Linked DNA regions of Mus musculus: regions 2, 3 and 4 are each linked to region 1. Evidence: chromatin contacts called from public promoter capture Hi-C data. All regions are on one chromosome and are shown on one strand. Each heading gives the region's core, a stretch centred on a gene start, on an enhancer-like site or on the middle of the called end of the contact. The rest is flanking DNA. Distances are from core to core; before and after follow the strand shown. Region 1 holds the start of Klhl9 (kelch-like 9). Region 2 holds the start of Haus6 (HAUS augmin-like complex, subunit 6). Region 3 holds the start of Rraga (Ras-related GTP binding A). Region 4 holds the start of Plin2 (perilipin 2).

Region 1 (4,784 bases), core at 54-2,553:
ACAGGTATTGTCTGTTCTCATGAAATCTACTGTCTGCACATAGTTGATGAGATCCTGTGGTGTCATCAGTGGAAAGCGAATATTCTTCATTAATTTTGCGGCATAGTCCATCCGAGGGTCTTCCAGCCTCAGCCAGCGGCAGGCTGCCTTGAAGAGCTCAAGTTCCGAACAGTGCTTGAGACTATTGCTGGAAAGCACAAAGGCAAGCCGTTCAAAGGGGAGTTTCAGAAACTCCCCAGTATTCAACAAGGCAGGAAAGTTCTTCAGGATGAAATTATTTACGTATTTATCCACTTCTATAAGATTGTAGGTGTTAGCAATCCGGCCAACCTCCACACAGTTATCCAAAGAGACGCCTGATATAAGAAATACTTTACAAAAATCCAAAACCGGCAAGATCTGTAGAAAGCTGGCAGCTTCAAGAGTGTCCTGAAGATTGTCCATATTAAGAGACAGTTTTGCAGTATAAATAAAATCAATGATTTTCTTCAGACCAACTTTGTTCACCCCATGAAGCTTGATGCACATCAAATCTTTCTCTTTCATTCCTCCAGTGAACATGGCCTTGAAATAATCACTGGCAGACGCCATCATGGCTCTATGAACCGGGAAGATTTCCTCTCCATCGCCAGGTACCAGCGTCACGTCACAAAGTAGGCCCTCTATTCTGAGCTGATCAAAGCCTTGCAATACAACCGAACTGTGCGTGTTGCTGGTAAAAAACCGCGTAGTTCCAGACTTGCAAGGCTGCAGGTGGGCAGAGACGCCCATGTCGCCGTTACCCAGAGACACCTTCATGGGAGAAGCCGGAGCTCGCTGCGAGCTGCAGGCCGCAGACGTTACAAAGAGAACGCTCTCGGGAAACCCCGGGGCCGCCGAACCAAGGGCAAGCAAGCGGTCGCCGCAGCACCGCTCTGGGCACACCGACGTCCGCCCTGCAGCAACAGCAGCACGCACCTCAAATCTGCCAGGAGAGCGGGTGAGTCATCACCCGGGGCAGTTACGTGACCGCTTCACCTCCTCCGGTCCCGGGCTGTCGTCCTTCGCCGCTGCGCTCAGGGCGGGGGAGGGGCCGTCACGGCCTGCGCACCCCGGCTGCCGCCCTCCAAGGCTCAGCCACCCCAACGAGCTGCGGCCGCGTCCTCTGCGATCCCCGCTGTGTCGTCGCGGCTACGGACTTGGCTTGGAGCAGGGCCTGGAATCCCGACTTGGGCCTAGAACGGCGGCCTAGCACCGAGAGCCAGCCCGACCTTCCGGAAAGGCAGAATCCCAGGATCCCCCGGGCTAGGAGCGGCTGCACAGCTAGTGCGCTTGCGCGGCTGAGCTGGCAAGGGGGCGGTGGATGGGGGCAGGGCGCGGGCGGGACTGGGGGCGGGGTTCCGGCCGGCCAGCGAGGCCGGTGCAGGGTCCATTATGTAAGCTTGTAGGAATGCGCGTGCGTGTGCTTAAGCTTGCTTTTCAAGAGCGCGTTCTTTTCAAGATTTACGCTTAAGGTCTTTGCCAGAGCAGCAACGAAAGGCAACCTTTGTTCAAACACAAGAAGCCTGGCAGAAGAAATCATTGTATCGTTTTATTTATTTATTTTCTTCAAGAACAGTTTTACAGTTTGCGTCACACTCAATTAAAAATGTTGATTGTAAAAGGTTTTTTGTTTGTTTGTTTAACATTTAAGACACATGAGATTTAACTTGCCACTAAATTTTGGTCCTAATGATACATTTTTTTAATATTTGGCAGGAGAGATAATGCCTTCATAAATACGGTTTTCAGGGTTTTGTTTTCCAAACACTATTTTTAACTGGCTACAGTTTTCCAGTAGTTGAGCATGTTATAGTTTACTTTGTCCACTGTTTTCATCAGTGTACAAATGTCCTCCATTATCTTATGGACTCTGTAATAAGCGCAGATGATTTGAACACAAAACGTTATCCTGATTTGGATAATGATAATATTTGGTAGAATATTCAAGTCAATGTTTCCAAAATAGTTACCCTTTGCGTTTCCCTTGTGTTGAACTTTGCTTTTATAAGTATTTTTTATTAACATGCAGTTCTCTAGCTACTGGCAAATTTTAACTTTGATTTGAGAATAAGTATATAATTTGCCGTAGTTCTCTGTTCTCGAAGTTCCAAATCCTTCTAGCGTTTACTTGTATGCAGACTAAGAATATACTTACATTCTTATGCTCCACTTCCTGGCTCTTTTCTAAATGGCATGTATCCTACTGGATTTTTTTTTTCCAGTTCAAGATTTTCCAAAATTGGTATATAGAGAGCTTACTTACAACCTGTTGATGACCCCAAAAAAATGTATGTAATTTACTTAACTATAGGTGATTAATCTTCCTTTATTTCTCCTTCCTTCTTCTCCCGGTGGTTTCCGGCCAATTGCAGCAATCCCGGGAAACTAGTAGAACAACATTCTTTTCCCCAAACTAGTAGAACAACCTGTGGTCGTCGTTCCTTCCCCCCCCCCCCCCCAGGTGCCCTGTTATACCAGAGCTTTGTTGAAATGAGAATGGTCTTGAGAAGTTCTTCCCAGGAGCTAAGTTCTGGGAGGCTGCTTGGTTCAGGAGTTGGGGTAAGCCTTTCCTGAGTGGCTCTGACATGTCACCTGGCTGTGAAGAGGCACTTCCGAGAGATTAATTTCTACCTGTAGGGAAAGAAAGAACAAGATCACTTCCTGAGAAGGTGCCAGAGCAAACTTCAAGACATCGGTCCTTTCCCTACTAAGCTAGCAAGGTTAATGAGAAACCAGGCATGAACATTTATGGTTATTAGGGACACATGCTCCTCATATTTCAATGGTTTATTTTACATTTATTTTTATGTTCATTGGTGTTTTGTCTGCATGTATGGCTATGCGAGGATGTCAACTGGAGTAACAGGCAGGTGTGATCTATCCTCTAGATGCTTGGAACTGAACCCTGGGTCCTCTGGAAGAGCACCCAGTGCTCTTTACCTCTGAGCCATCTCTCCAGCCACCAACATTTAACTATTTTAAAAGATTATTTTGGGGGCTGGTGAGATGGCTCAGTGGGTAAGAGCACCCGACTACTCTTCCGAAGGTCCAGAGTTCAAATCCCAGCAACCACATGGTGGCTCACAACCATCCGTAACAAGATCTGACTCCCTCTTCTGGTGTGTCTGAAGACAGCTACAGTGTACTTACATATAATAAATAAATCTTAAAAAAAAAAGATTATTTTGTTCTGCTTTCACCAATATTTGGTAGTCATGTTAAACAGGTATGTGTTAAAAGCATCGACTTAGGGTCATCGGCCCACTAGACATAGCATTTACTCGTGTGCTTTATTATATCAATTCCAATATATTTTTTTTTAATTTCATTTATTATATCTTAGTATTTAGCACATATGAGATCATGTTCACCTTCACATTTAACTTAAAAAGAAGTATTTACTTTCTTTTTTAAAGGATTCGTTTCTTTTATTTATTTGAGTACACAGTTGCTGTCTTCAGACACACTAGAAGAGGGCAACAGATCCCATTACAGATGGTTGTGAGCTACTATGTGGTTGCTGGGAATTGAACTCAGGACCTCTGAAAGAGCAGTCAGTGCTCTTAATCTCTGAGCCATCTCTCCAGCCCAGTATTTACTTTCATATTTTAATTAATATTTTTATTATTTAAAGTTTCACTTTTAGACATTTCACGTGTTTGTAATTTCAGATGAAGAATGGATGTCCAGTTTATTCAAGCTACAAGTAACATCTAAGGCTCAGGAGTGATGGCACACGCCTTTAATCTCAGCACCCAGGAGGCAGAGGCAGGCAGGTCTCTGAGAGTTTAGGATCAGGTTGATCTACAGAGTGAGTTCCAGGACACCTAGGTTGACACAGAGAAACCCTGTCTTGAAAAAAACCCGAAAACAAACAGACAAAAAGAAATACCTGATCATGCTAGTCTTCAAAATAAAGTAGAACATGGTTTAAACAGTTGGGACTTAGTTTTTCCTCACAGAAATTTTCATTTTTCAGTAGGAAGCATAAAATTATTAATAGTTTTGATTGAAAGAGAGTCTCAATGTGTGATGCAGGCTGGCCTCCTCAAGACTGGTGTTAGAGATATACATTGTCCCTGCAGGATCAGATCATCAATTTTAGTTACAGTAATCTTCACTGTTGGCAAAAGGAAGGCATCTTCACAACAAGAAACTGGAGGATTCCGAGGTTTGATCTTGACACCTGGATACGTGGTTCTGGGATTAGAGGGTCCATTTCCGAAGGGCTGTGGTTAGAGGTTCTAAGTTAGGGACTAGACAGCAGCTACTTAGCCAAGGATGAATGAAGTCTTAGAGTGATCCAGTCGAGAGGAAAATATCCAAAGCTAAATCGTGGAAACCCACATTGCAGGGTAGGGAAGTAAAATGAGGAAGAGTGGCCCCCACACCCAGTGCTTTTTAACTCTTTCATGAGACTCTTTAGGATCAACTGCAAAGAATGGTTCTAGGTGTGCAAACTATATAAAAGCATCATTTTATCTGTTTCATATAATAGGCTAAAACATCCAAATAACTTTTTAATCACCAAACACTATTTAATAATTCTTAGAATACTAGTGAATGAAGGGTTTTATTTTTAGATTGTTCCCTATTTTTTGATTCCCTTTGGTTTTCATTTTATAACATTAACTACTTTCATGTTTACAAATTATACCTTTATACGTCTGCCATGGTTTGAATATGCTTGGCCCATAGGGAGTGGTGCTATTTGGAGGTATGGCCTTGATGGAGGAAGTGTGTCACTGTGGGGGTGGGCTTTG
Region 2 (4,899 bases), core at 1,879-4,378, 2.1 Mb before region 1:
GATATTCACCCTCAAAGTTATAGTTAAGTTTGATTTGGTAATTGTCTAGTAGTTACTACTATTAGCATATGTAGTGCTTTGGTTAGAAGTCTGTTCTAGGTGGCTCAGCAGGTAAAGGTGCTTGCCACTAAGCCTTACTACCTGAGTTCCATCCCTGGGACACCCACATGGTGGCAGGAAAGACTTGACTCCACACAAATATTGAGAGAAATCAAGAATAGATGAGACACCTAAGGAAAGGAACTTGCCTCCCAGAAATGCAAGCCTGAAGATCTGAATTCTATTCCCAAACTCAAGTAAATAAATCGTCTAACTACACATTGTCCTTTGACCTGCACACACTTGCTGTGGCTCGCACTTGCACACTCACAGACAATAAATGAAACAAAAACTAAGAAACAGATGAATAACTGGGAATGGTGGTACATACTTCTACCACACCTGACACTTGGAGGTGGAGGCAGAAGGATTAGGAGATTAAGGTCATATCTGGAGTTTGAGACCAGCCTGAGATATTAAAACCTTTTTCTCCAAAAAAGAAAAAAAAAAAAAGGAAGAAAAAGAAGGAGGAAGAGGAAAAAGAAGGAAGAGGAGGAGGAAGGGGAAGATGAGGAGGAAAAAGGAGGAGGAAGAGAAAGAAAGGAAGAAAGGAAGAAAGAAAAAAGGAAGGAAAGAAAGAGAGAGAGAGAGAGAGAGAGAGATTAAAAATAAGATACCTAGGTGCATTAACACAACCATTAGAACTGAAATTATACTGACAAAATACATGCAGGCACAATGGCACACTCCTGCAATCAATCCCAGCACTCCAGAAGCCAAGGCAAGAGGATTATCACAAGCACAAGACCAGCTGGGAGCAGAGTCTCATGCCTTTAGTCCCAGTACCTAGGAAACAGAGGCAAATGGATCTCTCATGAGTCTGAAGCCAACCCAGTCTACATAATGCATTCCAGGACAGCCAGAGAGCTAAATAGTGAGACCCTGTCTTGGAAAAAAAAAAAAAAAAACAAAAATTGAAGAAAAACAAAAAGATAACAATTAAATAGATGGGGGCAACAGATGACGGATCTATCCCCAGATTATTCTTGTCCTTGGTGAGGAACATGAGGAACATAACAGAAACTGTCTCCAGCCCGGTTTCTTTTTTCTTTTCTTTTCTTTTCTTTTCTTTTCTTTTCTTTTCTTTCCTTTTCTTTTCGAGACAGAGTTTCTCTGTAGCCCTGGCTGTCCTGGAACTCACTCTGTAGACCAGGCTAGCCTTGAACTCAGAAATCCACCTGCCTCTGCCTCCCGAGTGCTGGGATTAAAGGCATGCACCGTCATGCCCAGCCAGCCCTGTTTCTGGAAACTTCATCACCCTATTCTGGTAGCATAGTTATGTGAGGGCTGAAATGTAACAGCAGCAAAAGTTTCTGAAAATGCATCAACCAAAAGTTAACATGATATCAACACTTAAGCAAGAGAGGCAAACAGAGCTGGAGGCCATGGTATATAATCATCCATCTCAAAGGAAAAAAATGGGGGAGCATCCTTTAGTATGCAAATTTACTTTCGTCCCTAATAGTAAAATTACATGTATGCCATGGAATTGCTTTAAAATAACATGTATAACCTACTACAAGTGAATGATTGCATACTATCATATACCTACTTAACTGAGGTTGCATAAAAATGTCTAAAGCATCAAAAAACAAAACAAAGTTAATTTAACTAGGGATGGTTGGTGGGACGTTTTAATCCCCAGCACATAAGAGGCAAGGGCAGGCTGGTATCTGAGTTCAAGGCTAGCCTGTCCACAAAAAGAGGTCCAGAAGCCTTGTCTTGAAAAATAAACAAACAAACAAAAACAAAAATCAAACAAAAGACAAAATTCATTGAGACTGGAGAGATGTCTCAGGTTACTAACAGTGTCTGCGCCTCCAAAAAGACACGGGTTCAATTCCCAGAATCCACATGGCAGATCTAAACTGTAACTCCAGTCCCAGAAGATCTGACAACCTCACACAAGACATACAAGCAAGCAAAACAGCAATCTGGAGGAGCAAGGCGATGGAATTAAAATCCCAGCACACCTCCCATTACTACAGAGAGGGGGGTTTTGTCTCAAAATAAAAATAATAGTAGCCGGGCGGTGGTGGCGCACGCCTTTAATCCCAGCACTTGGGAGGCAGAGGCAGACGGATTTCTGAGTTCAAGGCCAGCCTGGTCTACAAAGTGAGTTCCAGGACAGCCAGGGCTATACAGAGAAACCCTGTCTCGAAAAAAAAAAATAGTAATAATGGTGATGATGGTGATATAGTAATAATAGAATCATTCTTTCCATTAAATTATAAGGAGGAAAGGGGGCCTGAAACCGGAAGCTCGTGTCTAAAGTATACAAATATAAACAAAGTATTTCTTTTTGTGATCGCAACCATAACTGAAGTGGCAAAGGAAAGGGTATCGGCTTTTGATTTTCATTCCCACACATTATTATGTTTTTGCTAGCTGTAACATGTTTTAGTTCGGATTCAAAGTTTAAACCCACAGTTAACTACTTATAAGATGTTTGCATATATAGTTCCCCGACGCCTCCCACCAACTACAGACCACGAAGGCAGGGTTAAGCGGGCCCGCCGTTGTGCCTCAACTGCAGAGCACGCCTCTAAAGCGTCCCGCACCCGCATCCCTTACACTGGTGACGACCAGTCCCCCACCACAGGGTTCTGCCGCCAGTGACTGGACGCCAAGGACCGCGCCACCGCCCCAGATCTCCTTACTCTCCAAGGTGCGCGTGCGGCACCATCTTCCCGCCGAACGTGATGCTGGAGCTCGGATCCAAGCCCAGCGCCTGCAGGTACATCCAGAGATGCTGCTTCTCGAAAGCGGAGTCCCGGGCCGAGCTCATGCTTTCCACGGGCAGGGCGACTGTGACGGAGGAAAACGAAGGCACCGAAGCCGTGAGGACCCTTGGACCCCTCCTACAGGCATCCCGGGGTGACGACAACCCCTCTGCGGCGGCCGCCCGCTGCCTCCTCTCCGAGAGCCATCCCACCACAAAAGGCCGAACGCGCCCAGAAAAACAGACAGTGACTGCAGCGCTCCACGCAAACCAAGACTCCCGCGCTTGCGGAAGACTACACTGCGCAGGCGCAGGCGCAGTCCCGACTTCCGGGACTGGTCTTCCTAAGAGGACTCAATCTCCCACCATGCAATGCATCCCTGTCTCCGGGCACATGAAGTCCCTGAGAGAAACTATAAGACCCACAAAGCATTGCGTGACCAGCCAATTGCCCCAAGGTCCGGAAACCGGGTGTTTTCTAGAGCCCTCCCGGCCTTAGTTCCGGATTCTTTGCGTTTTAGGTTTCTGTTGCTCGGGTTGTGATTGCTGTTCAGTAAAAGCTACATTGTAGCTCCTTATAGTGAGTGATGCAGGTGTATGGCCCTAAACAAATCATCTTTTCCTTTATTTTAAGACAGGGTCTTGTCCGGTGGAGGCAGCGGTGTACTCCTTTAATCCCAGTACTCAGAGGAGAAGAACTTTGTTAGTTCGAGAACACTACTGATTTCCGGGACAGCCAGAGCTACACAAAGAAACCCTGTCTCGAAATAAAACAAAGCAAAACCAAAAAGGCAGGATCTTGCTATGTAGCTCTAACTTTATGTAGCGCAGTCTGGCGTCGAAGACTGTACCTGCCTTCCTACTATATGAATTAATGGGCAAGAGTCACAGGGGCCGATGGAGTTGTTCATTGATCACCTCATCTAGAGTGCTTGGCAAAATTTTTATTATCAAATGTTTCTTTGGTCGTGGAGGTTGCAAGTCGAGATTTCTTTTAGCCTCCTCTGGCCTTGAACTCCCTTCCCAAAGGAAGATGACCCTGAATTCCTAATTCTGGAATGCTCTCCATCTTTGTGGGAGGCACCACCAGCCATACTTCAACTTGCTGTACTAGAAATCTGTCTCTCACCGGGCAGCACTTGGGAGGAGAAGACAGGCGGATTTCTGAGTTGCAGGCCAGCCTGGTCTACAGAGTGAGTTCCAGGACAGCCAGAGCTATTCAGAGAAACCCTATCTCGAATAACAACTACAACAAAGTCTGTCTCTCTGCTGAGTGTCAGGAGTCATAATGGGACAAGCATCATCCTGAAGTGGTCTACTTCGGATTATTAGATGACCTGCGACAGGTGCACCCTTATTAAGCAAGGCTGTAAGGAATTCATTTTAGGGAAGATTCCTGCTATTAATATTGCTTTTCCTGTTATTATTAAAAATATATAACAATCACTAAGTAGTAGCACACCCCTTTGGAGCAGATCTCTGCAGATCCATGAAGATGTATTGTCTTGTAGTGATGCCATATAGACAAATAGATGACTTAAGTCATCATGATGATCCTATAAGAATTCCTAAAATTTTATCTGTGATTATTAAGCTCATTTTTACTGGGACTCCTATTAAGTCGTTTTTGATAGTCAAAACTGCAATGAGAACTCGGCCAATTTTCCACATGTTACCAGTTCTTAGATGGTAACCAGATTTTCTCCTATTCAGAGCACATTCCAAGAGGTGATAAAACAATTAACCAAAAGTCATATAAAGGGAACTAATGATTTATTATAGGTGCTAGGACAGAAGATAAAATATTGACTGGGTTTATCTATACAAAACTTCACTAATAACTTAGTTATGGTTTTAAACCTTCAGTGAACCTGTGGAGCTGAGACAGGTGATGGATGTTTAGCCAGAAAATTATTCCTAATGGATACGAATGTAGACATTCTCTATTGTAAACTTCTATTTCAATTTATGATTTGATTTTTTGTGTGAACTTTGTGATCATGTATTCTGAAAGATGTATAGGTACTGAAGACAAATGAGAAAGAAGAATTTTTTAAAGCCTTTCCCCACTTAGACTA
Region 3 (4,660 bases), core at 1,361-3,860, 2.1 Mb before region 1:
AGGGGAAGTCGTCAGTGATACTACCCAGTGGTGAACCCTGAAGGCTATAACACCAACCTGCCATGCCCACTGGTACAATAGCAACACAAAGGTTATGAGGTAACCAACTGCTTTTGCATTGGATCTGAAGCCTGTTGCAAAGGAGAGAATTCATGTCTGGTACTGTAAACTTGAGGAACCTACAAGTTATCTTGCTAAATGGGCATGCCCAACTCCCTTCTAAATATTTATGTTTACATATAGATTAGTTCTGTCCTCAGCCTCAACCAGAGCAGATTCTCTGTAGTGGGCAGCAATTAGTGCAGAGACTCATAACTGGTCAAAGAACTGAGAGTGACTACTGAATGGCCAGCCCTAAGTAAGACATCTATTTCAACATACATGCACGTGCACATGCACACGCACACACACTAACTAAATAATGCATAAAAGGGAGCAATGGCTTGTAAATGTATCTTTTCTACTCCTATTGTCATCCCCAAGGCTTACTGTCTCTGTCTGCTAACCTAGGCCAGGTCCTAGAAGCTTCTAGCTTCCATACAATCTAATCTAGGGCTAGAATGTTTCCTGCCTGTGAGACTTACTGCTGAATAAGCTCACCTTTTCCTGTTCTGATCTCTGGCTGGCTGGTCAACTCAGCTGTTCTGGCTCAAACTCCTCTCCAAACTGACTGATTCAATCTGGCTTCTCTCTCTCGGCCTTTTCTTAATTGCTCTGCTTGGCCTCATACTGATTTTGGCAATCTGTTCTAATCTTCTGACTCCTTCTCAGTCTCTGGCTCCTCTGCCTTCCCCTGTGTTTAGCTTGCTCTCTCTTTTCAACCTTTTCTCTTTGTAACTGTCCTGGTAGATTCTCTCTTTCTCTCTCTCTCTCTCTCTCTCTCTCTCTGTGTGTGTGTGTGTGTGTGTGTGTGTGCTGCTATTGGTTATGTAACCTCTTTCCCCTCTCCTCTTGAGAGCTGGGTGTAGCCTATTCTGTCAAATCTTTCTCTGATTTGTTACTTTGTCTGCCACTCAATTAGACATAACTTTCAAACAAGGTGCTTTCTTCTACAAACTAACTTTACCTTCACTGTTTGGGATTAAAAGTGTGTTCTAAGGGCATATCTGTATTCTAACCAGAGGAATTAAAGGTGTGTGCTATGACTGAGCCACATCACAACTAGAAATCGTTTTTTTGTTTTTGTTTGTCTTTTAGTAAACAATACACTCTCAGGGTTCAGTGTGATCAAATATCCTGCAACAATGATTACTTTTAAATTGTCTTTTTTTATGTATATGAGTACACTGTAGCTACACAGATGCTTGTGAGCCTTCATGTGGTTGTTAGGAATTGAATTCTGGACCTCTGCTCACTCCAGCCCAGAGATTTATTATTATAGATAAGTACACTGTTGCTGTCTTCAGACACACCAGAAGAGGGCATCAGATCTCATTACGGGGTGGTTGTGAGCCACTATGTGGTTACTGGGATTAGAACTCAGGACCTTCAGAAGAGCAGTCAGTGCTCTTACCCGCTTAGCCATCTTGCCAGCCCACTTTTGAATTTTCTTGCATATTGTAAACATTATTTATGTAAATTCATATTTTGCCTGTGTGTCTATGCATCATATGCATGCAGTGCCCACAGAGGTTGAAAGAAGGCATCATCCCCTGGACTGAAGTTACAGTTTCAAGGAGTCACAGTGGTGCTGGGAAGCAAACCCAGGTTCTCTGGAAGAGCAGTGTGTGTGTGTGTGTGTGTGTGTGTGTGTGCACCATATCTGTGCGGGAGACCATGGCTTAAATGATAAGCTATGTCTCTAGCCCCAACATCCAATTTTTGAATGAATAAGTGAGAAAATGTCTTCATTGGTACAGTGTAGTATACAACCTGGAAAGGGCTTTACAATAAGGATGCAGTGTCCTAATTTAGGAATATGACGTGCCCTGGTAATTCTACTGACTCAGCCTCAACTTACTGGATGACACTGCTTATCTCTTCTTAAAGGCTTGAGGCCATGTGGCCTATGGCTAAGTGAGCAGACCTTCTAAGGCACTCAGACTCGTTAACCCCCTCAGGTTTGAAAACAGTTGTTCACACGGTAACCGTGAGGACGAAGCTATTGCATGGTGTTCCATATTACCCTCTACTCGAGTTTTGGATTCTAATTACACATTCTCAAGCTGAGGTAAAAAGAACAAGGAATCAGGATGTCTCCCTGGTAAGGAACTGCCTAGCCCTGGGCAATTAGTTTTTCGAAATCTCTTTCTGCTGGTTTTCATTTGTCATCCCCGCTCCTCTACCTGCCTGATTGTCAAGCCTACAGCACTATTATCTCTCTGAGGTGATAATGGCAGTGGGCGTGTGAGGACTTTTGGCCACGCGGGGGCAGCATTCTCCCTCCCAGGTTCACTCGACCCCTTCTGCAAAGACCCAGGGCAACCCAAGCAGAACAAAACCCCAGCGTGGGCTCGCCCTTTCATTTTAACTCGCTGTGCGCTAGATTGCAATGGAAGAAGCAGTTTCTTAGAATTCCAAGGGTCTCAAAGGAGTAGCCGACGTTCTCGCGATGTCGCCACCGGAAGTGGGTGGCGGCAGGCCCTCGGAGTTCTCGCGAGATGCCGGCGGGAAGTGGGTGGCGGCCGGGCCGAAGCTGATCACATCACTGGTCTGCTCTCGCTAGCTCGGAGCGGCTGTGGCCATTGCCTCGGGCGCTGTTTTCTGAGACCTCGCCTCGCCGCGGTCTTTCCTGCCCCCAGCTCGCGTGCACGGCCTCCGCTGCCGGTCGGTGCTCGGTGTCCCGCCGTCCCCATCCTTGGTCGGTCCGCCGTTAGGCCGTGCCTCAGGCCCAGTCCGTGGCGACGCCGGCAGGTGATGCCCAATACAGCCATGAAGAAAAAGGTGCTGTTGATGGGAAAGAGCGGGTCGGGGAAGACCAGCATGAGGTCGATCATCTTTGCAAATTATATTGCGCGCGACACTAGGCGCCTGGGTGCCACCATCGACGTGGAGCACTCCCACGTCCGATTCTTGGGGAACCTGGTGCTGAACCTGTGGGACTGTGGCGGCCAGGACACCTTTATGGAAAATTACTTCACCAGCCAGCGGGACAACATCTTCCGTAATGTGGAGGTTCTGATATACGTGTTTGACGTAGAGAGCCGCGAACTGGAAAAAGATATGCATTATTACCAATCGTGTCTGGAAGCCATCCTCCAGAATTCACCTGACGCCAAAATCTTCTGCCTGGTGCACAAAATGGATCTGGTTCAGGAAGATCAACGTGACCTGATTTTTAAAGAGCGAGAGGAAGACCTGAGGCGTTTGTCTCGCCCGCTGGAGTGCGCTTGTTTTCGAACGTCCATCTGGGATGAGACGCTCTACAAAGCCTGGTCCAGCATCGTCTATCAGCTGATCCCCAACGTTCAGCAGCTGGAGATGAACCTAAGGAATTTTGCCCAGATTATTGAGGCTGATGAAGTTCTGCTGTTCGAGAGAGCTACGTTCTTGGTGATTTCCCACTACCAGTGCAAAGAGCAGCGAGATGTGCACCGCTTTGAGAAGATCAGCAACATCATCAAGCAGTTTAAGCTGAGCTGCAGTAAATTGGCCGCTTCTTTCCAGAGCATGGAAGTGAGGAATTCTAACTTCGCTGCCTTCATCGACATCTTTACATCAAACACGTACGTGATGGTGGTCATGTCAGATCCATCCATCCCTTCTGCAGCTACTCTGATCAACATTCGTAATGCCAGGAAACACTTTGAGAAGCTAGAAAGAGTAGATGGGCCCAAGCACAGCCTCCTCATGCGTTGAAATAATGCCAAATGCTCTTTAGTAAAATGCTGAATTACGGTGTTTTTTTTTTTTTTGCATCATTTGTCTTTAATATTCATAATGTCATGTGCTTAAAAGTGAGCTTGAAACGTGTGCTTACTATCTCATCTCTTCCCTAGTCTTAGTATTGGACGCTATTTACTCAGCTATCAAGTAGAGATCTTCAAGACGGCCTTTATGAAAAGTTAGTGTGGTGTTAACACTAAAGTAGGTGGGGTGTGGGTGGGTGTGTGTGTATGTGTGTGTGTTCTGGTTACCTGGTTATAATAGAGTATTAAAGCAGTTATCTTCTGTATTATCAGATCACAAAGGTGGAATGTTACTATTTTATCAGCAAGATATTAAAATGTATTTCTAAATCCTCCTTGGTTTCAATCATGAATAAACTTATTAGCAATTTAAAATGTTGTTTGAAATAATTTGCAGGTACTTTATAGATTCTGATTATCCTCAAGTATCATTTAGCTGGCAAATTGGCAATGCTTGGTAGCAGATGTAGTAGTGGTAAAGACTCAAGGGGCTGGAATAGTGACTCTGGTTAACAGCACTATCTGCTTTTCCAGATACCTGGGTTTAATTCCTAGCATCCACATGACAGTTCACAACCATGTGTAATTCCAGTCCTAGGGAATCCAACACCCTCTGGCCTCTACAAACACCAGGCACACAGCTGGTGCAAGCAGAACATCCATCCACATTTAAAAAGTTTAAAACTAATTCAAGGACTAGATATTTATATAATGTAGCTCAACTGGTATATAGCTTGCCACGAATTCACAAGATCTGGGATCCACCACCAGAGGCACATAAAAGCCTGGTGCTAGTGGTGCATGCCTGTAAT
Region 4 (5,106 bases), core at 2,370-4,869, 2.1 Mb before region 1:
AAGCCTGTTGCAGAAGATCTTATTTTATGACTCTGATTGTACCAAAGGCCAGAAATTATCTTATATAAAAATAGGTTAAAGAGCAACCTGAGGGGATGGAAGGAAGTGGGCCTGACTACTCCTGAAAACGAGCTTGTTCTCACTGTTTGCAGTTCTGGGGATTGAATCCAGGGTCTCATACATGCCAGGAAAGCACCCTTCCAGTGAGGTATAGCCATTTTTAACATAAGTAGATTAACTGTACAATGCGTTTTCTTATCTCAATAATGTTAATATTAAAAATTAAAAGTTTTGAGGGGGTTGAGAGGGGGAACAAAAGAAAAATAAAATTAAATTAAAAGTTTTAGGCTGATGATGTAGATCAGCAAAGTTCTATCCCCAGTACTGTATAAGCCAGGCACGTTGGCTTAGGTCTGTAATCCTAGCCATTTGAGAGGCTAAGCCAGGGGGATATCCCTGAGGACAAAGTTACATAGTGAGTTTGCGGGTCAGGCCAGCATGAGCTACAATGCGCAACCTTGTCTCAAAAAGAAAAGTTTGGGGGCTGGAGAGATGGCTCAGTGGTTAAGAGCACTGACTGCTCTTCCGAAGGGCCTGAGTTCAATTCCCAGCAACCACATGGTGGCTCACAACCATCTGTAATGAGATCTGACTCCCACTTCTTGAGTGTCTGAAGACAGCTACAGTATGCTCCTTGTCTTAGTCAGGGTTTCTATTCCTGCACAAAAATCATGACCAAGAAACAAGTTGGGGAGGAAAGGGTTTATTCGGCTTACACATCCATACTGCTGTTCATCACCAAGGAAGCCAGGACTGGAACTCAAGCGGGTCAGGAAGCAGGAGCTGATGCAGAGGCCATGGAGGGATGTTCCTTACTGGCTTGCTTCCCCTGGCTTGCTCAGCCTGCTCTCTTATAGAACCCAAGACTATCAGCCCAGAGATGGTCCCACCCACAAGGGGCCTTTCACCCTTGATCACTAATTGAGAAAATGCCTTAGAGTTGGATCTCATGGAGGCATTTCCTCAACTGAAGCTCCTTTCTCTGTGATAACCCCAGCTGTGTCAAGTTGACACAAAACTAGCCAGTACACTCCTATAATAAATAATTAAATCTAAAAAAGAAAAAAGAAAAAAAAGAAAAGTTTGGGCGGGGAGCTAATTCAGTGGTAAGGGAGCTCAATACCCAGCCTGAGGACCTGAATTAGATCTGGTATTCTCTGAGCATTGGCACGGCATGCATCTACACACAAATGCATACACACATGCAGACACAAAATGTAAACACAAATGTAATCAAATTTTGTTTTTTCAATCTGCACACGCTGTATGAGAAAGCTAACTCAGGAAACCCCCTTGGATGATGCCTTTGTAATTTCAGTTATTAACACAAAAGTGTTTTGGAAATTTACTTTTTCTTTTCTTTTTGGTTTGTTGTCTTGTCTTGAGACACGTTCTCACTATATAGCTCTGACTAGCCTGGATTTTGTTAGGTAGACTAAAGTGGGCTTGAACACAAAGATCTGCCTGCCTAATTGGACTAACGGCACACACCCTCGAGTATAGGGTTGTTGTTGTTGTTTGTTTGTTTGTTTGTTTGTTTTTCCTTTTTGAGACACTGTCTCATACAGCCCAGGCAGCCTGCAGTTCACTATGTAGCCATGGTCTGCCTTCAACTGACACCTCTTCACCTCCCTTCAAAGTGCTGGGGTGTGAGCACCACGCCTGGCTGGGAAGTTTCTATTAGAGTAATAAGAGTGAGCACCGGTATGGCTGTGAAGAGCCCATCCGTGTGAAGGAAGGTCAGCAGACAGTTTCTGGGTAGAGGAGGGATTGTGCTTCAGGAAGGCCTGGGGGATCCCTGGTGTGACTTAGCACTCACCCTACCCAGTCCCTTGGGCTCAGTGTTGACCGCAGAATCTAGACTCACTTTGTGGCTCCAGCTTCTGGATGATGGGCAGGGCACTTGTCATGGCCGCAGAGGTCACGGTCTTCACGCCCTTCTCGGCCATCTCACACACGGATCTCAAATACGGGTACTGATCCTTTGTACTGACATAAGCGGAGGACACAAGGTCGTAGGTAGAGCTCACCAAGGGCAGGTTGGCCACTCTCATCACCACGCTCTGCAAACACGGAGGAGTGGATAGTAATGACTCAAATCACAAGAAAGGAAAAAGGACCAAGAAACGAATACTTAAAAAAAATCATACCTGTTGCGGATCCACTACTGCTGCTGCCATTTTTTCCTCCTGGAGAAAAGAGACGCCTGGAGAGAAAAGAAACTGGTTTCAGAACATTGAGGACCAATTCCTGTCCCAACCTAGGCAGGCCCACAATTCCAGCATAGACAGTTTCAGTTCCCCAACCCCACCCCTCTAGTTCAGAGCCCTTTTCAAGGCCAACAACCTGACTGGAGGCTCCAGGGCTGTTTACACACTTTCAATAGGAAAGAGTAGTCATTGTCCTGTCTCTTAAATGGGACACTAGAAATGCCTCTGAAATGCCTGTTCTCAAAAATGCTAACCCAAAAGGCAGAAAATTCCATTTAAACAGAAGACATCTTAGATTCCCCCAAACACCTGCCCTTAATTAGTTAATGGATTTATTTCTGTAGGCTTTCTGAGACAGTATTTCTCTTTGTAACAGTCCTGGCTAGCCAGGTTGGCCTGGAACTCACCAGACCTACCTGCCTTTGCCTCCCAAGTGCTAGAATTAAAGATGGCCCTTGCTATACTTAGTCTCTGCCTGTCTAAAGCCCAGGCTGACTCTCTCTACTCTACTTCACTAGTGTTGGTATTAGGTACAGGCCACCATGCCGGGCTCTCAGCATCAGGACTATCAAACTGATACTTGAGGGTGTTTACCACTCTTGTGAACAAGATTGAAACCAGCAGTGGCTGCCTTAATGCTGACTGAGCTCAAGAAAGTCACTCCAGGGAACTGTAAAATCTCCTATCCCCAGTGACCCACACCCACATGAAACTGCCTTCTGCCCAGCAACAGAACCTGTCTAGACTGCTCTGCCTCCAATCCAAAGTCCCAGTTCCTTAGGAAGAACTGTCCAGAAAGCAGAAGCTTCGAGCAGTATCTATACCAAGGAGCAGCCCATAAAATATCTCCTTCCGTTTTCCAAGGGTGAGGTGGGGCTGAGGCAGAGGAGGAGCAAGAGTTTCAGCCCAGCTTGGACCATAGAGAGCCTGCGGGCAGCCAGTGCTGCCTAGTGGGACACTAAAGGAAACCCAGACAATTCTCACTATGCACCTTATAAGTTCTTCTGTGAGGTGTTTCCATTTAAATAAAACCTCGACCGGACAAATGCAAGTTGCTCTACCACAGAAGGACGTGCAAACAGAAAGGAAAACTCTAGAACAAAAGCGAGAGCTTTCCCAACCAGCCCGGGGCTGCTCCCTCCCCCCTCCTCCCCCACCGACCCATTGCTGCAGTTCCGAGCCCAGTGCAGGCAGAGCAGCAGCGGCCTGAGGGCCAGATCTGGTGCAGGACCTACCTAACAGGAGAGCTGAGGGACGAGCAAGTCCGCACGGTCCAGATCACCACACAGCAAAGCGGCCAGAACGACTGTTAAAATATCGCTTGACTGCCCCGCCCAAGCCTCCGAGCCACGTGATAGCCCAGCTGCCTGGGGCCGCTGAACCCTGTGCTGGGCTGGACTGGGACTCTGGGGCCACTCATTGGGGATGAGGGCGTGGGAACCCCAACCTGGTGCCACAATATCGGGGGCCTCCTTGGTTTCCTGAGCCCAGTGCCCTGAGATCCCAGATCAGTACAAGAAGAGCAGGAGCCAGCCGGGGCGAGGCCTTCTGCTGTCTGACTTAGGTCAGGGGTCCTGAAAGCTGCATTGCAAAGATGCAGGGCGTCTTGGGGTTTTGGAAAATGCAGACAAATTAACCAGAGTCTTCAGAAAAGACCACTTCAAAACTGGAAGTTCGGGTTCTAACCTTTTACTTTAAGTCAAGAAAGTTACAAAGATGTGTGGAATTCCAACACGTTAATGACCTGTAGGGACTTCTGGTTTACTGCTCTATGGATGTAAACAATTCATCCATGGGATGTGGCGGCTCTGGTCTGTAATCCCCAGCCAGCACTAGGGAAATTGCGGCAGGAGGATTGTTGTGAGTTCTAGGCCAGAAAAAATACCGTTCTCAAAGAGAGACAACTTATCAAAAGCTTCTAATTAAAAGGTTGATCTGAATTTCCACAAGCAAAGCTTGAGCCTCTCTTCTGTGTTTTCTTTAGTAAAACAATTCCAAATTGCTCCTTAGTGATATCAGCCAACAACTAAGGAAGATGGCCAACTTTATCGTGACTTATGCAATATTTTTAAGTGGTCTGAATCATTTTTTAATCCTTGTCGAGAGGGCAGGGACGTGAACTGGGTTATTTGATCTTGAAAGTTGTACAGCCATCTGGAGTCATAAGGGTTCAGGGAATTTCTTTCCTGGAAAAAGATACAGGTGCAGGCCTTCTAGTTCCTTGCAAGGGAAACTAGAAGGAACAGTTGAAGATAGGAAGGAAGCTCTTGTGCCCTAGCTACATAGATCCCCTGTCACCAGAATATGTAATAAGAGCAACAGCAACAGTGCTGGGCCCTACTAACCGGGGCTTGTGGAAGGTGCCTTTGGAGCTATGGAATTTGAACTCTGGGCAGCACTCACCTCCACGTCAATCATTTCCCCAAAGTTGCATACACACAAGCGCTGCTTACTTTTTCAAAGGTCCAAAGAGCCAAACTGGCTTCATTAATATGTGTGCCTGAATCAATCCATTGCAGGCACTGGAAGACACCACCGTATAATTATAAAGGAAAAAGAAAAAGAAGAAATGTCTGGAAGTCCAAAGATGCTCTGGATGTTTTTATTAAAGATTGTGTTTTACATGCGTATGCATGTATGTATGTATGTATGTATGTATGTATGTATGTATGCCACATCTGTGCAGATGTCATCTGAGACCTTTTAGAAAAGGACATTGGATTGCTAGGAGCTGAAGTTTAGCTGATTGTGAGCCAAAGCACTCAGGAGACTGAGACAGGAGGATTACAGGTTTGAGACTAGGTTGAGCTACATAGTGAATACCAAACCAGGCAGG

Evidence for each region. Promoter capture Hi-C pulls out the DNA fragments that hold promoters and counts their contacts. Capture Hi-C pulls out chosen DNA fragments and counts their contacts.
Region 2: a promoter capture Hi-C map of pre-B cells shows a contact between it and region 1, with 3 times the contacts expected there. The contact joins the promoter of Haus6 here to the promoter of Klhl9 in region 1. A contact is called at or near these places in 2 of 39 promoter capture datasets (liver and pre-B cells), 1 of 484 Hi-C or Micro-C datasets (B cells), 1 of 115 datasets of contacts at active chromatin or transcription factors (astrocytes) and 1 of 9 other capture datasets (adipose tissue).
Region 3: a contact with region 1 is called in a promoter capture Hi-C map of adipose tissue, with 3 times the contacts expected there. The contact joins the promoter of Rraga here to the promoter of Klhl9 in region 1. A contact is called at or near these places in 1 of 39 promoter capture datasets (pre-B cells), 2 of 115 datasets of contacts at active chromatin or transcription factors (astrocytes and regulatory T cell precursor) and 2 of 9 other capture datasets (adipose tissue and liver).
Region 4: a promoter capture Hi-C map of liver shows a contact between it and region 1, with 5 times the contacts expected there. The contact joins the promoter of Plin2 here to the promoter of Klhl9 in region 1. A contact is called at or near these places in 2 of 39 promoter capture datasets (liver and pre-B cells) and 2 of 9 other capture datasets (adipose tissue and liver).

Annotation. Positions count from the first base shown.
Region 1 is chr4:88,721,205-88,725,988 of GRCm38.p6, forward strand. Klhl9 (kelch-like 9) reads right to left here and starts at 1,304. Exons shown (of 1, transcript NM_172871.2): 1 at 1-1,304. The coding sequence starts at 798.
Region 2 is chr4:86,608,927-86,613,825 of GRCm38.p6, forward strand. Haus6 (HAUS augmin-like complex, subunit 6) reads right to left here and starts at 3,129. Exons shown (of 17, transcript NM_173400.3): 1 at 2,760-3,129. The coding sequence starts at 2,887.
Region 3 is chr4:86,573,063-86,577,722 of GRCm38.p6, forward strand. Rraga (Ras-related GTP binding A) reads left to right here and starts at 2,611. Exons shown (of 1, transcript NM_178376.3): 1 at 2,611-4,223. The coding sequence starts at 2,857. The coding sequence ends at 3,798.
Region 4 is chr4:86,666,440-86,671,545 of GRCm38.p6, forward strand. Plin2 (perilipin 2) reads right to left here and starts at 3,620. Exons shown (of 8, transcript NM_007408.3): 1 at 3,506-3,620; 2 at 2,211-2,266; 3 at 1,928-2,123. The coding sequence starts at 2,240.